2 separate regions of the Pan troglodytes genome follow, and region 2 is linked to region 1. Evidence: chromatin contacts called from public Hi-C data. All regions are on one chromosome and are shown on one strand. The core of a region is the stretch at or near the end of the contact, and the rest is flanking DNA. Distances in the headings are between cores, read along the strand shown.

Region 1 (4,580 bases), core at 699-3,198:
CTGAGACACCTGCAGGAGAGGAAATGGGGTTTCTGTGGGAACCACTAACACCACAGCGTGAATGTGTTGATCAGGTTCTCCCTGACAGACTCTTTGAGGAAAACAATGTCATCTCAGTCTGTTCTTTAAAGGAGAGACAGGGTGGGATGAGGCTGTAAGGAAGGTAGCGGGTGGGGACTGAGGGGAGGCAGGGGTAGGAAGTAGGGTGCAACACAGGCAAACAGAGAGGTGTGTGGCTCCTGCCGAGGCCACCCTCCAGCAGGTGGAGGCAGGAGTCAGAGAAGAGAATCTGAGGGTAGAGCAGTGTTGTCGGTGGTAGGAGCTACCCTGTCCCCTGGTTGGCTTTCTAGGAGATGGGGATGGCAGGCCACCTCTTGGAAATACAGGGGCCATCTGATGTGGATTGATGGCTGCCTAATCTGTTGGCCAGTTTCTTCAGGTTTTCAGTTCAAGTACACGGAAGGGTCATGAATGCAAATGCCTGCCATGCACGCTGTATCAAAAAATGAAGCACATTAGAAACTTCCACTCATCCTCCTGGTGGGTTTCAGTAGGTTTTTCTCTCCTTGGCAAAAACCGGTGCGTGAACCGCCCGTCAACACCACCTGCTGTTTCCTTTACACAGGAGGCGGTGGGAGGGGAGGCGCTTCCAGATCTCCTGACACAAAGGGCTGCCCACCTCCCTGGTCCTTTACCCGAACCTTCAGGAGGCAGACGACACACACACTAGCCAGCCACTCTCTCCAAGGCAAGGGGAGGGGGACAAAAAGCAATTTTGAGATTTGTACAGTGCTTGCCAGGTCCTTCAAAAATGACTACCGGCCGCCCATGGCTCTTGCACAGCGGGTGGGAGGAAGAGTCCTTGTAATCCACCTCTCCCAAGGAACTCCTGCGCGAGGTTTCAGATTCCTCGCCTGCAGGCTATGGCTGACTTCCCCGTATCCTGTGTGACGTGGGATGTGTGGCTTCGCGCAGGTAAGGCTGGAATACAGGTGCCTGGAGGGACACCCAGAGCTGCCCAGGCACTTCCCGGTGGCTGCTTCCTTTGCACTTTGCACTTACAGGTGCACTTATAATAAAAACACCCTCCCTTCCACGCTCCCCTGGGCCCTCCCATCTCTCCTTCCTCTTCCACGCTCTCCTGGCTGTTGAATGTTTTCCACTGAAGGAGTCTAGTCTGTCCACCTAGGGGGCTCTCCCTCCCTCGGTCCAGGGCATCCGCGGCTCACAGGTCAGCTCGGGCAGAACCGCCCTGACCACCTATGAGCTCCTCGGGACACCACCCCAATGCCAGGGTGAATCGTCCTTACACCCTCAGTCCTGTCCGAGCGGCCTGATCCTACCTGTTTCCCAGAAAGTGCTACGCGAAGCTTCCCCGCCGGGCTCATCCAGGGCGGAGGGGCCTGTCCCTGACGCAGACTGGGGGCGGGTCCGCAAAAGCGGGCTGAATGAATGAACGCAACAGGGCTGGGGCCCCCTGGGGCTAGAGGCCCCTGCTATTTGGCCCGCCCTGTGGCCCAAAACACTGGACTTGCCCCCCACCGGTCAGCGGAGCCCAGACATCCAGTAAGCCCTAATGGAGCCTGGACAGGAAGGCAGCAGGAGGTGCGAGTGACCCACCCGGGGTGCGAGTGACCCCGAAGCCGTCCTCCGGAGCGCAGCGCGCCCGCGTGGGGAGGCCCGCCTGCAGTCGGTGATCCCCGGCCGCCCCCGCCAGCGCCCCGGCCCGCCGCTTACCGTGCACCGCGCGCTCCGCCACACCCACGGAGACGAGTGCCCTTTTCCGGGGAGCAGGCGGCAGCCGGTCTTTTGGGCTCCCCCGCCCCGGCCGGCGCCACCCCGGCCTCCACCCGCGGGATACGACCCCACGATTCCCTAGGGCCTGGGCTCCGCCCCATGCACGTGGCGTCACAGGCTGGGCGGGGCGGGCGCACCCAGCCGCGCAGGCGCAGGCGGGAGAGGAGGTGGGGGTCGGGGGACCCAGTTGCGCAGGCGCGGGCGGAGTATGGGGTCTCAGCTGCGTAGGCGCGGTGGCTGGCTTTTCTTTCTGCGGTGGTCTTGCGGTTTTCTCCAGTCCACAGCCGGGCTGGCGTCGGCCCAGAGAGGGGGGCTCGGCAGTCTGGTTCCCCGAGCGTCTCAGGGCGGGCCCTCGCCAGATTCAAGGGGTTCCCTTGGCCAGTTTCCTCACGGCGCGGCGGAGCTGGCCCTCGTCGTCCCTGGCAGGGGGCAGCCTCACAGCCTGGACCGGCCTGTGCAATTTCCCCCATCCCTCCACGTCTACATTTTATTTTTTTCTTTTTCTTTTTTTAGGACAATGCATGATGGAAATGCAGCCACATCATAGCAGGCAGGTTCATGAAATCTGCCCTCCTCCCACCGTTTCTTGACCCCATTTTCTTTTCTTTTCTTTTTTTTTTTTAACAGGGTCTCACCCAGGCTGGAGTGCAGTGATGTGGTCTCGGCTCACTGCAACCTCTGCCTCCCGGGTTCAAGCGATTCTGTTGCCTCAGCTTCCTGAGTAGCTGGGATTACAGGCGTGCGCCACCACGCCTGGCTAATTTTTGTACCTTTAGTAGAGACGAGGTTTCACCCTGTTGGTCAGGCTGGTCTCGAACTCCTGACCTAAGGTGATCCGCCTGCCTCGGCCTCCCAAAGTGCTGGGTCTACAGGCATAAGCCACCACACCCGGCCCTTGACCCCATTTTCTGTCTTCCTAGAAATCACCAAGGTTGCAACTCCTGACTGTCCTGGCTCACAGGCTCCAGCTTACTTAGGGACCCCACGGTGGGGGCTGCCCACGTGCACACCTGTGCTAGGCGCCCTCATTCCCGCAAGGGCCAGAGCCCCTTCCCGGCCCATGGCGTCTGGCCAAGGAGGTGTGGGTGCGCCCCAGCCAGGCCTGGTCCTAGAGGACGGCCCCACCTGCGCACTGGGGCATCTGGGAGAGCTATTGGTGGAAGAAGCCCAGGTTCCTGAAGCACCAAGTGGGCAAGAGTTTATTTTCAGGATGGGACGCTTTTGAGGGTGAATAAGTGCTAGCTGTATGGGATGCGGGGACAGCATACAGACCAGGCCTGGCAGCCGGGCAATGCGGTGCCTGTTGGAAGGTCGCCCACAAGCACCTGGTTGGACACTGCCACTGAGATTTGGTTATTACAGAGGTTAGCCTATGCGGGCCTTCACTGATGGACCTTGAAGTGTTTCCCAGTTGCTTTGGGTTAGGAATAATGTGACTGGATCCCGTGGACTGTCTTTGTGCATGCATGTGGGTATATCTGTCAGAAATATTCTTAGAGGTGGAATTGGCTATGGTGGGATATGTCCTTTAAAGTAATATATTAGCCAAACATGGCTAAATTGCCCCCCTTAGACACTGTACTAATTTACACTCTGGCAAATAATGTGTAAGACTGTGGGTTTCCACACATCTTCACCAGTGGGGTCTTTCCAAACTTTTGGATCTTTCCCAATCCAATAATGACAAAACTATATCTCACGGTTTTAATTTACACTTCCTAGTATTTTGAGATCCTGTCGTGAAGTGGTGATGGCCCTGTTTCTGCTTGCTGCACTCGGCAACATATGTTATCACTTCCTTTCTTTTCACCACTGTTTACTCTTAGAGTTTCTAGAATTTGTGAAAGTAAAATCTTTTTGCTGGCATGGGCTTTTGTGTGTATTATACACTGCTTGGAAAGGTCTTGCACCACATCTTCCCTTCGTAGATTGTTTCTCAATGTTTAATACTCAGCTCAAATGTCACCTCCTCAGACCATTTTATCTAGAATGGCCTCCTCTAGTTATTCTCTGTCACCTTTTATGTTATTTCCTTCATAGCACTCATCACACTGTAACCACCCAACAGCTTCTTCTTGCCTGTCGCCCAGATAGAGCCAATTTTTCAAGATGGGAATTGCAATAGAGTTCGATACACATAGAGCTGGCTAAACAGGAGAGCAGAGGCTTATTACTCCTCAAATCAGCCTCTCCTCAAATTCGGAGTCTAAGGAATTTTTGGGGGGGTGGTTTGAGACAGTGTCTTGCTTTGTTGTCCAGGCTGGAGTGCAGTGGTGCAGTCTAGGCTCACTGCAACCTCTACCTCCTGTTCAAGCGATTCTCGTGCCTCAGCCTTACAAGTAGCTGGGATTACAAGCGCACACCACCATGCCCAGCTAATTATTTGTATTTTTAGTAGAGACAGGGTTTCACCGTGTTGGCCAGGCTGGTCTCAAACTCCTGCTCTCAAGTGATTTGCCCTCCTTGGCCTCCCAAAGTGCTGGGATTGTGCCAGTCTGGAGGCTAGGGTTTTTAAAAGATAGTTTAGCAGTCAGGGGGCTAGGGAATGGTGAGTGCTGATTGGTTGGGTTAGGGATGAAATCCTGAAGAGATGAAGCTTTCGTCTTGCTCTGGGTTAGTTCCTGGGTTGGGGTCACAAGACCAGATAGCCAGTTTACCAGTCTGGGTGGCTAGTCCATCACAATGTGATGTCTGAAAAATACCTTGAACACCAATCTTATGTTATATAATAGTAATATTATCTATTGGAGCAATTAGGGAGGTTAGGAATCTTGTGGCTTCGG
Region 2 (4,580 bases), core at 1,338-3,837, 210 kb before region 1:
GCCCCTAGCCCCACAAAGTGATAACCCAACACTTAACTTAAAATTTGAGTAAAACAGAGAGCTAAACTAAGTGTCAGAGTCAGGTCCAAAATCCAGCTTGGCCGCACCTGTTTGCACAGTCTCTCTGTTCTCTAGGCCTGTGTCCTGATATGTACAATGACCTCTAAAGTTCCTAGTTCTCAGGCCACATTTTAGCATTTACACACTTCTGCATTCCAGCATCTCTACTAAGCTGCAGACTGCTGCCTAACTTTTTAAATGAGGTAACTGCTCTGAAGTTGAAAAAACAATTGACTAGAAACTGGAAAACCTGTATTCAAGTTGAAGCTCTGCCTCCAATATGCTGTAAATTCAGACGAGTTCCTTAACTTGACCCATAATTTGTGTTGGCTCAGTTTCTTCATTTGTAAGACAATCTAATTGTCTGGCTAGGTGCTCTTTAGTGTTCAAAACAAAACTCATTACCTTTCCCAACACACTCTATCTCCTGAACTCTGATGTTGTTTACCCAGTTTCCTAAGGATCCTCCAAGATCCCAATTCCTCCCTCTCATTCATTATGGACCCCATCTCTGCCCCTGCTCTAATAGCTACAAGTCATGTTTGCTTCATGTCTCTAAAACCCAAACACTGATCTCAGTGCCACTGACCTGACACAGTTCAGACCACACACCTCTCACCTGCTCTATCAGCCACCCAGTAGCCATCTCCCTGTCCCATTCTTTCCTCTCTTCAATCCATTCCCCATATTGCTGCTGCAGTTATCTTCAAAACACAAAAATTACCCTATCACTTCCTTGTCTAAAACCCTCTACCAGCTCCCAGCATGCCTTATGAGTGAACAACAAATTCATGTAGGCTGTGAGCCACCTTCCTAGCCTCCCCACAGGCCCTATTGGTCACCCTCTCCAGTGTGACCACGTGACTGTGTGCTGCAGCATCCTTTGGCTGGGATGCCTCGCTTCCTTCTCAGATCAGTAACCTCATCCTTGAGGATGGAAAGGCTCATATGTCACCTCCTCTACCCCAGCTCATACTGGTGTTTCTCCTTCGTGCTCCTTGCTATACCTCCTTAGTATCACTTAGCGTGGTGAATTATATTATCTGTTTTTGTGCCCCTCTTCCAGCAGAATGTGTCCTGTCATCCACATAATGCCTGCTCTATGACATAAGTGAAATATACAATTTAGAGTGCAGGCTCTGGAGCCAGAGTGCCAGGGTTCAAATCCTAGCTTTCTTGCTGTGTCACCTTAGGCAATATACTTAAATCTCCCCAATCCTATGCATATATAGCTGAAAAAAGTAGAAAACAATAGTTTAAACATCAAAAAGTTATTTTTGTTTTGTTTGGGACAGGGTCTCCCTCTGTCACTCAGGCTGGAATGCAGTGGCAGGATCAAGCGATCCTCCCGCCTCAGCCTCCCAAAGTGCCGGGATTACAGGCAGGAGCCATGGCACCGGGCCCTCAAAGGGTTATTAGAAAGACAAAAGATAATGTACATGAAGTGCTTAGCACTCTCCCTGGGGTAGCAGTGATAGAAAAATACAAATAATCATAATATTAATAGTAACAGCAGCAGCAGGAGAAAAGTAATATTAATAGCTAACACTGACTCAGCCCTTACTGTATGTGAGGCATATGCAGAGACCCTTACACGTGCCACTCATTTTGCGTCCACTACATCACGCGTTGGGTACTGTTATTGTCACCATCCCCATTTTTGCGTATGAGAAAACTGAGAGCACAGAAAGCTTGAGTAACTGCCCCAAAGTCACACTACAGAACCAGAATCTCAGCCAGATTCCAGAGGCCTAACTTTTACTGACCACAATTAGATGCCTGAGTGAGCAAGAAATGCTAAATTATCTGGCAACCTGTAAATGTTTTAAGGGACCGGAACAAATCTGTCCAAGGAAAACTGCTAAAATGTGCTCAGATGAGGAAATTCACCAAATCGCTGGGTAGCGTAAGCATGAATGCTTTCTCTTTCCTCCTGAATTTTGTTTTGCTGCTTCCCAAGTTTTCCGGAGCTCGGAGGGAACAAGGTGCGAAAGTAAACCCTGACGGGGAGCCGCCCCGCCCCAGAGCCCAGGGCCCAACGCCGGCATGCCCCGTCCAAGTCTACCCGCCCCTCACGTTGAAGGCAGGCAGTTGCCCTTCGGGCGCGCGATGCAGCTCGCGGATCAGTTCCATGGCTTTTTCGCAGAACATGGCGGACGCTTCCCACTCCCGCGGCCTTGCCAACCACCAGCTCTCACGCCAAAATGGTATCTGCGCTCTCGGCGCCTCACTCCTTTCGTTCTAGTCCTACAGCGCCAGGCTCTCGCCTCGGCCTCCGCTCCGCGCTTTGGCGCCGAACAAAGCTAGCCAATAGGAACGCGCTTACGGCGCCCGAAAAGGGACATCCACCGCTCAGCCGCATTCCAAGAGGGGCGGAGTGGGAGGGGTCTTTCCAAGGTGAGGTCCCCGCCCCGGAGATGGGAGAACCCCTCGGCTGAGCAGAGACGGCTTTTCGAGTTCTCAGGCAGTGGGCCGGGGGACTCTACGGGCAGCAGAGCTGGAAATAAATGCACGCCCCGCAGCTTCCTTCTCATTTTCCTTTTGATTCATTCATTCTCGTTTAGGTTCAAGAAAGGAGCATTTTGAGGTTAAGAGGAAAGGCCCAAAAACTTGGTGTGCATTGGTAGGACGCAAGGGTTTCAGTTTTGCAGTGCGGGTTTTCTGTTTGATATTAAAATGAAACTATCTTTTATTGGGTACCTAGTGCTGGTAGGGACTGCAGTGTGTATTTCATTCCCACAATTATCTCTGAAGTGTTTTAAGACCTGGGATTAATAAGGAAACAGAAGTTAGGTAACTTGCCCAAGGTCACACAGCTCCAGAGTGATTAGACTGTTATTTAGGCTTTCCATTTCCAACACCACAGTACCACCCTTTGATTTTAAAATAGTCTTTTAAAAATATTTGTAATATCTGCCCTAGATTAATACGAATTCACTAGGAATTTTTCTTGGCTAGATGGTTATGGAATATTTCTTAAGCATATAGAAGATGGGAATCAATGCTAAAGAATTGTTTTATTAGGCAATTTTTCAAAAAGCAATGTTAATTTCTAACAAGCAATCTTGGATTTTTTTTTTTTGAGACGGAGTCTCGCTCTGTCGCCCAGGCTGGAGTGCAGTGGCGCGAACTCGGCTCACTGCAAGCTCCGCCTCCCGGGTTCACGCCATTCTCCTGCCTCAGCCTCCCGAGTAGCTGAGACTACAGGTGCCCGCCACCACGCCCGGCTAATTTTTTGAATTTTTTAAGTAGAGACGGGGTTTCACCGTGTTAGCCAGGACGGTCTCGATCTCCTGACCTCGTGATCCGCCCCCCTCGGCCTCCCAAAGTGCTGGGATTACAGGCATGAGCCACCGCAACCGGCGCAATCTTGGATTAATTCTAGCTAACCCTAGAAACTATGTTGATCTTTTGCAAATATACAGTAGATATGTCATCTAAGGAATGGGCATGGGAATGGCCTACTCAGGCTTATGTTGAATAATGACATTGCCTTTTTTTTTTTTTTTGGAGACAGGGTCTTAACTCCCGTTACCCAGGTGGAGTGCAGTGGCGCCATCTCAGCTCACTGCAGCCTCCACTTCCCGGGCTGAGGTGATTTTCCCCCCTCAGCCCTCAGAGTAGCTGGGACTACAGGCTCAGGCCACCACACCTGGCTATTTTGTATTTTAAGTAGAGACAAGGTTTCACCATGTTGGCCAGTCTGGTCTACAACTCTTGAGCTCAAGGGATCCGTCCGCCTGGGCCTCCCAAAGTGCTGGAATTACAGCGTGAGCCACCGCGCCCAGCAAACATTGCCTTTTTGAAACCGCCTTTGAAAAAATTATAATAGAGAAAATTATTACAGTGAAAGAGATCTGACCTAACTGGCTCCATCTTGCTTCTAACCGCCAAGCCATCCTTGTGCATTCCTGGGCTTAGGGCGAATTAACTTGGGGAGAAACTTAGTTTATAGTTTAATTTTGAAACAAATACTTAGCCCTTTACCAAAGCGAAACTCTTCTTGTCTGGGGACTAGATTGCCTTTGCAGGAGTAACAGAGTAGCCACAAGACTAGAAATTTACGAGTCTCGCAGCGGGAGGCTACAAGATTCTAAAACCTCCCCAAGTGCTCCTAGGGATAGCAGCACTATTATAAAACCTAAGACCAGTGCTTGAGATATTTTGTAGACCCTGCACTTGATGGGATCAGCTGGCACCACCCAGATCGATAAACTGGCTCATCTGGTCTTGTGGTCCCCACCCAAGAACTGACTCAGCCCAAGAGGACAGCTTTGACTCTCTATGATTTTATCTCTCATCCAACCAATCAGCACCCCTCACTTTGTGACCCCCTACCCACTAAATTATCCTTTAAAATCCCTATCTTGGAGTTTTCTAGGAGACTGATTTGAGCGATAATAAAACTCCAGTCTCCTGTACAGCTGGGTCTGCGTGAATTAAACTCTTTCTCAGCCAGGCCCAGTGGCTCATGCCTGTAATCCCAGCACACTGGGAGACTGAGGCGGGTGGATCACCTG

Evidence for each region. Hi-C and Micro-C count contacts between places; a contact is called where the count stands out from the background.
Region 2: a Hi-C map of stem cell-derived neural progenitor cells shows a contact between it and region 1, with 5 times the contacts expected there. The contact joins the promoter of GINS1 here to the promoter of ENTPD6 in region 1. A contact is called at or near these places in 1 of 7 Hi-C or Micro-C datasets (stem cell-derived neural progenitor cells) and 1 of 1 datasets of contacts at active chromatin or transcription factors (stem cell-derived excitatory neurons).

Annotation. Positions count from the first base shown.
Region 1 is chr21:31,725,728-31,730,307 of NHGRI_mPanTro3-v2.0_pri, reverse strand. ENTPD6 (ectonucleoside triphosphate diphosphohydrolase 6) reads right to left here and starts at 1,948. Exons shown (of 14, transcript XM_063802628.1): 1 at 1,738-1,948. LOC107969977 (a long non-coding RNA gene) reads left to right here and starts at 1,983. Exons shown (of 4, transcript XR_010154089.1): 1 at 1,983-4,580.
Region 2 is chr21:31,939,908-31,944,487 of NHGRI_mPanTro3-v2.0_pri, reverse strand. It overlaps GINS1 (GINS complex subunit 1), which reads right to left and starts at 2,587. Exons shown (of 8, transcript XR_001712165.4): 1 at 2,137-2,587.